2 separate regions of the Mus musculus genome follow, and region 1 is linked to region 2. Evidence: chromatin contacts called from public HiChIP or PLAC-seq data. All regions are on one chromosome and are shown on one strand. The core of a region is the stretch at or near the end of the contact, and the rest is flanking DNA. Distances in the headings are between cores, read along the strand shown. Region 1 overlaps Gm38906 (a long non-coding RNA gene). Region 2 has its middle 11 kb from the start of BC035044.

Region 1 (2,967 bases), core at 294-2,793, 310 kb before region 2:
TTGTCTAGTAGTCCTAAATGCAATGTACACACTAAAGATGGCTGATCCATAAGTAATCATTTTAATATCTGTGTCTCATGGAGATTGTGTCTAGAAAATATTTTGCAAGTGGACCGTTCTTTGAACATCTTGCAACATTTTTGCTGAGGAACAGATGTTACAAAAATCATATTGGGTTACTCTGATAATTTAATTCTTTAGCTCTCCAGGGACTGTGTTAAATCTTGCTTTGGAAGACGTATAACTGTCTGAAACTTTCTAATCTATTTTTGTAGAATACACATTGCTTTCACATGGCCCTTAAAATTTTGTTCTGTTGTCTCTGCAGTTATCTGTCTATCTGAAAAAAAAATCCCCTTGGAATCCTTCCTTCCCAGAGTAGAAAAAAAAAGGAGTATAAATCCTTTAAACTCAATCCACTTCAGTCTTTTCTGTCTGTCTCTGAGAAAGCAAATGTAGCAAAAATCAGATACTCAGTTCTGATATTCGAAGAAAGAGGTCTTCATTGCTCTCTAGACTCCTGCTGTTACACCGGAAATGCAAACAGACATTCCAGAGGCTCATGGAATCATAGCCTGTAGGAGAGTACACTAAAGTGTAACCAAAATATACACAAATACAAAGTTATCAAAGTAGAAAAATGTATTCAAAGAAATATGTGCTTGCTGCCACAAGTATTCAGTTAAGACTCAAGGTACAAGTTATAGTCAAGATGTCCAACACACAGGTACTCTTCAGCTCAGCATGACTTAACTTATGACTGTGGACTTTCTGGTAGAACCAAAGTCATGGGCTTCAATTGAAACTACACTTCAAATGCTGGATTTTGAACTCACTCTGTAGACCTGGCCTCGAACTCAGAAATCCTCCTGCCTCTGCCTCCCAAGTGCTGGGATTAAAGGCATATGCCACTACTGCAGGCTAGTAACATGAGGCAGGAACGTTCTCAGGACACTAGGCACTGCAGTTGCACCTCCTCATCAGCCATCTGACCAGCAACAGACACTACACTGTGTGGCTTAGCTATGGTGCTCAGTAGATAAAGTATCCAAATGACATTTTAAACTTATGATGGCTTTAAGGTCAGCATGCTGATCAGATGAAAAACACTGGACTTACTTCAAACAGACTATGAGACATGAATCGTTAGACAGGACAGATTCTTGACACCTCTACTCCACCATCATTCTAGCTTGCATTAGTTTGAAATGTTACTGACTTCATACATAGTGCTAATTTATTCTTCAGCACTCCTAAATATTATATGTATTATCTCCAATAGGATGTCAAAAATGCCTGCAGATATGACCAAAAGGCAGATATGACCAAAAGGCAGATATGACCAAAAGGCAGAACTTCAGTCCAAAGTGATACTATCTGTCGCTTGAACTTGGGGATAAGTTGATAATGCTGTAGATTCTTGGCCTGTATTTAATCTGCTTCATCGGCTCAACATTGTTGCTTGTCAACAGATCACTCAGAAGAGGATCAGCTGCTGATCATACGTCTGACTCAGCTATATCTCATTGCTATGGCTCTTGGCCACAAGATATCTGACTCTGTGTCACCAGCCTAACAGAAGATCACATTGTGCTGCCAAAGCACAGAACACACCCAGCTTCTTGGATTTCATCTGTCTTGCATTTCCTTATGTATCAGTTACAGGAAAAGCAGCAACTGAAATACAGCTCTCAAATGCTCTGGATGGTAAATAAAACAAGGCATATGCTATAATACCCTCTGAGAGAAATGCCCTTGCCCTGGTGTGTGTGTAAGGTCCTACAAGTATGTAGAATATGTCGTTTACCTAGCTTCCATTTACTAAGAATTAGTTGGCTGGCCTATATTTTGAAGGGAGTGACATTTTCTTGGCCAGGCCTTTCTGGCTCATTCCTCTCATAAACAAGCAAAAGGATCTGCTTGTCCAGAATGAGAAAAGTCTTTCTGGATAGTTGTCACTCTTGTGCCTAGGAGACGACTGTCGAGCTTCTATGACCACCTCCTCCTGTCAACTCAGTCTTTGAAGCAATGCAGAGACTATGCTGTGAAGAAAGAACAGTAACTCACAGCACCGATACTAAGGGATACCACTACCCTTGGATTTGGCTTCCATCTGATGGAAAAGAGCTTCAGCCTATAGCTAATAACTGGGATCATTTGAATAGCAAAGAATTTAACACTAGAGAAAATATATTAAGACACTTAATATAAGACAAATTATGACTACCACAGGAAGGAGCATCCTGGGACTAGTCCACCAAACAGACCATGTCTCTCCAAATATATGCATGTGTGTTATGCTGCCACAATGACTAGGTGAGGGGTGTTAGATGACGTGTAGCCACTGGCAAAGGTCTCTTTTGTCTTTATCTCTCCAATTATATGCATGTGTGTTGTGCTGCCACAGTGACTATGCCTTCTAAAGCATAAAGACTAAAGGTGAGCAGTGATTTAGAAGATGCTGTAGCTACTGGCAAAGGTCTCTTTGTTTTTCCCCACCATGTACGCAAGGCTAGCTAGCCTGTAGGCTTTGAAGATTTTCCTGTCTGCCTTCCCTCTCTCCATAGGAGTACTGAGATTTCACATGTATGCTACAGAGGTTGGCTTTACTTAAGTTTGGGGGATTTGAGCTCAGAACTTCATATTCACAGGATAAGCACTCTACCCACTAAGTCATCTCCCTATCCCTTTGTTCTAGTTCCATTGAATATTGGGAACTCTTCCAATTCCTCCCTGGTTTCATCAACAGCCCATTGTTCAAAACAGTGTTGTGTTGTTCTATCTCAGAAGTATGTGTGTGTGTTTCTGAGGCCAGTCTAGCTATTGACCTCTAGTTTCATCCCACTGTCGCCTAGAAATACTTGAGGACTTATTTTGTTGTTTTTCAATTTATTAAGGTTTGCTTCACGGCCAATGGCATGGTCAGTTTTAATGGAAGGTCTATGGGTCATTGTGAAAACTATTTTC
Region 2 (3,322 bases), core at 604-3,103:
TTTCTAGGGGACTGAATATACATACATAAGGAGAAACAAGTTTAAGTTTATAATTGAGAGACAAAGAATAATCAAAACCTTGACTTTGTGAATATAGTTGATCATATTTTAGTTAAAAGACAATCAAAGAAGACTTAAAATTTGAATTTGTGGTTATATGATTAGATCCTATAGTGGAAATGTGCTTATTAGGATTAAGAACTCTATTGATAAGCCGGGTGTGGTGGCACACGCCTTTAATCCCAGCACTCAGAAGGCAGAGGTGAACGAAAGATGAAATTTTAAGACCTGTAAGTCATATAAAGTACTCAGAAATTGCTGGTTATTTGTGAGCCTAGAGGCTCCCTGGGGCTGAGAATAAAGAAAAACATAAAGAAAAACAAACCTGCATGCCCTGCAGTTAAAACCTTCCTGGGAACATAAAGATAAAGAGGAATGTGAGGACATAACAGGGCTATCTGAACTGAGTCAAACTGACCAGATACTCTGCTAGCATTGATAAACATCCAATTCACAGAATTCCTGCACATATTTTTTTGCTGCTGACACCTTGATCTGCACATACATATAATTTTTCTGCTGATGTTTGAATAAGCCGAAAGTATGTCACTATGCTGAATTCCATACCCCTCAGCCCCTTACCCCATAAAAACCCCTCATGGCCAACATCCTTTATCTCCTGTGTGGGATACATGTTGGTCCGGAGCTCTGTCATTAAACTACCTCGTGTATTTACATCAAGACACTCTATTCGTGATTCTTTGGGTATACGCCGAATCGGGAATTGAGTGGGGGGTTCCCCACTAGGTTCTATCAGAGGTTGGCAGACTTCTGAGTTTGAGGCCAGCCTGGTCTACAAAGTGAGTTCCAGGACAACCAGGGCTACACAGAGAAACCCTGTCTTGAAAAAACAAAAAACAAACAAAAAAAGAACTCTCTTGATTAGTGTTAGGACAATGACATAGCAAGAAGAGGAAATATGAAGTATTTAGTCAATGGAAACTGATTTTAGGTTAAAAAAAAAAGCAACAGGTTACATCTGTTAAAGCTTATATCTGAACTTGTGTATCGTTTATCCTGATGACTATAAGAAATCTGGCAGTCTTAGCTAACTTACAAATTTATTAATGAGTAAATATAGTGGTGGATTACCATAGGGTAAAGAGCTAGGTCTGTTTTTTAGCTGTCAAGGTACAGTTTCCTTAGCTGTCAATGTAGTCAGAAATCTGGGTAAGAAATTTTAATCTAGCAGGCATATATTAATTTTAAAATGACAGAGTTCATCTATAGTCCACTAACTAAACAGTTCTCTGTGGTATCTGTTGCAGTAATTCTCTAACCCAAATAAGCCCAGGCAATGAAAACACAGCTCAGTTAATATGAATACATGCTGTGAGATTGGGCAGATCTACCACTACACTACCATCATCCCAGTTTCAGAGACCCCTAATAACATGCAGTTTCTCCAGGCCAGGTGCTACTGCTCCACTTCCCTTCTTCCTCTTCCTCCATCATCTTCTTTCTCTCTCTCTGTCTCTCTCTCTCTCTGTGTCTGCCTCTCTCTCTGTCTGTCTCTCTCTGTCTGTCTCTCTCTCCCTCTCTCTCTCTTTCTATCCCTCTCAAAGACTTCAGTTCAACCTTCCCCTCTTCCCAATCACCAGCTCTAGCCTTTATTTATAAATTAAGGTGGGAAGAAGGTTCACAGGAAATCACCTGAGTGCTGACTCATTCCTTGTTCACAGCCCCTCACAGGAGAATGGAATTAACATCAAATATAATTAGCCACAGGGATATCCACAACAGGTATCCAAGGCAACCTAGCCAGAATCAGTCTGGCCTTTAAGCCCAGAAGACCAAGAGCCTTTTACAAAGAGCCTGTTTTGTTTTGTTTTGTTTTCCTGTGGAATAGATACATGTGAAATGAGAAATGACTCACCTTGATTCAGAAAATATGAGTCACTTGACTCTTAGGTATCCAGTCTTGTCCACACAGTCTCTCAGTAGTTATCATACCACAATCCAGGCACTTTCTTATAGCTAAACCCATTATCTTGGGAGTCTCTGTCTGTCATAAACTTAAATATATTAATAATTAGCATACTTCTGACAAGACTGAGAACTATATCGATTGGTGATACTTGAGTTACACAACTTGTGTTTGTTAAATTATTTGTTTGAGAATGTATATAGTAAATAGAGCATAACTTAGTAATAATAGTAAAAATCATTATTTCCCAAGGCAGGATAGAAATGAACATCTTAATTGTTAAGTAAGTTTGACACCTTGTATAATATATAAAAACACATTTTGCATTAGTAGAGAAACACTTGGCTTAGAGTAGGTGTAGACCAGAATGTAAAGAAATAAGAGAACTGACAGTGGTGTTTTGAGACTGTGGTGAGAAAAGTGAGTGTGTCCAAGTGCGTTCAGGCCTGTGACACAAATTGAGCAGATGGGCAGGCAGTGGGAATTGACCAGTAAGCAAAGGGAGAGAGAGGCGGGCAATGCAAGTGTCAAAGGCTTGGGACATGCATATGCAGCCTGAAGAGCACAGATGGTGAGGAGTCACAATGGTGGAGGCAACAGAGTCAAGGAATCAGGACTGTGCTGTGGCTCACTTGGGCACCCAGCCTGCTGTGGGTCATGGACAAAGTGGGCCCAGCAGCACCAGGATCGAGGGAAGGCAGGTAGGCAAGCAAGTGGGGCAGGACTTCCTCCTAGCAGCCAAAAGTACCAGTCCAGTGCTTCAGGCTGTGGGCAGGCGCTGACCCACCCCGCCTGTCAGCTTCTGCGGTGGGTGTGGGGCGGGGGAAAGGAAGCACCTGAAGTAGAGGTCCATCTTCTAACAACTCCACTCAAGGTGGATTTTAAAAGGCAGGGGCGGTGAGGGGCTGAGATGGGAGAACCTGGCAGCAGACACCTGAATAAAAGTATGCCTGCAGCAGTCCTGCCATTCCCTCAGATGTGGGACAGCAGCACCAACAGCAGTGCAGGGCTGTGTGAGTGCTTTTCCTGCTACAGCAGCAGTGGACCTCCAGCTCACTTCATGAGTCCTGTGCAGAGCACAGGAAGTGCAAGGGGGAATGGTAAAAATTGCTTTCCTCATGGCTTTGGCAGAGGTTGAGAGGCCAGGCAAGGGTGGTGGCAGCTTTGGCAGACAGAGTGCAGGAGACCCACACATGAGAGAGTGCAAGTGTATGGGTGGTAGATGATTGCATGTGCAGGAAAGCAAAGTCCCTGGCAAGGAGCAGAGCCAGACCTAGTTTTCACATGGTGACCTGGGACCAGAGCAAATGGTGAGAGAATAAGGGAGGGAGATGG

Evidence for each region. HiChIP or PLAC-seq counts read pairs in DNA pulled down with a chosen protein or histone mark.
Region 1: a FOXA1 HiChIP or PLAC-seq map of pancreatic cancer cells shows a contact between it and region 2. The contact joins two enhancer-like sites. A contact is called at or near these places in 6 of 39 promoter capture datasets (the C10 cell line, the HPC-7 cell line, cranial neural crest and 3 more), 5 of 115 datasets of contacts at active chromatin or transcription factors (the 230-238 cell line, CD8 T cells, T-cell acute lymphoblastic leukemia and 2 more) and 1 of 9 other capture datasets (liver).

Annotation. Positions count from the first base shown.
Region 1 is chr6:129,215,042-129,218,008 of GRCm38.p6, reverse strand. The region is part of intron 2 of Gm38906 (a long non-coding RNA gene); the gene reads right to left. Among named protein-coding and RNA genes, the nearest start is that of 2310001H17Rik, 22 kb to the left of the region's middle. Within about 2 kb of position 1,543, at least 117 of the 459 cell types and tissues checked have an H3K27ac peak or open chromatin away from gene starts, as enhancers often do. A contact at or near this core is called in CD8 T cells and pancreatic cancer cells, where this site is marked.
Region 2 is chr6:128,900,737-128,904,058 of GRCm38.p6, reverse strand. No RefSeq gene overlaps it. Among named protein-coding and RNA genes, the nearest start is that of BC035044, 11 kb to the right of the region's middle. Within about 2 kb of position 1,853, at least 14 of the 459 cell types and tissues checked have an H3K27ac peak or open chromatin away from gene starts, as enhancers often do. A contact at or near this core is called in CD8 T cells and pancreatic cancer cells, where this site is marked.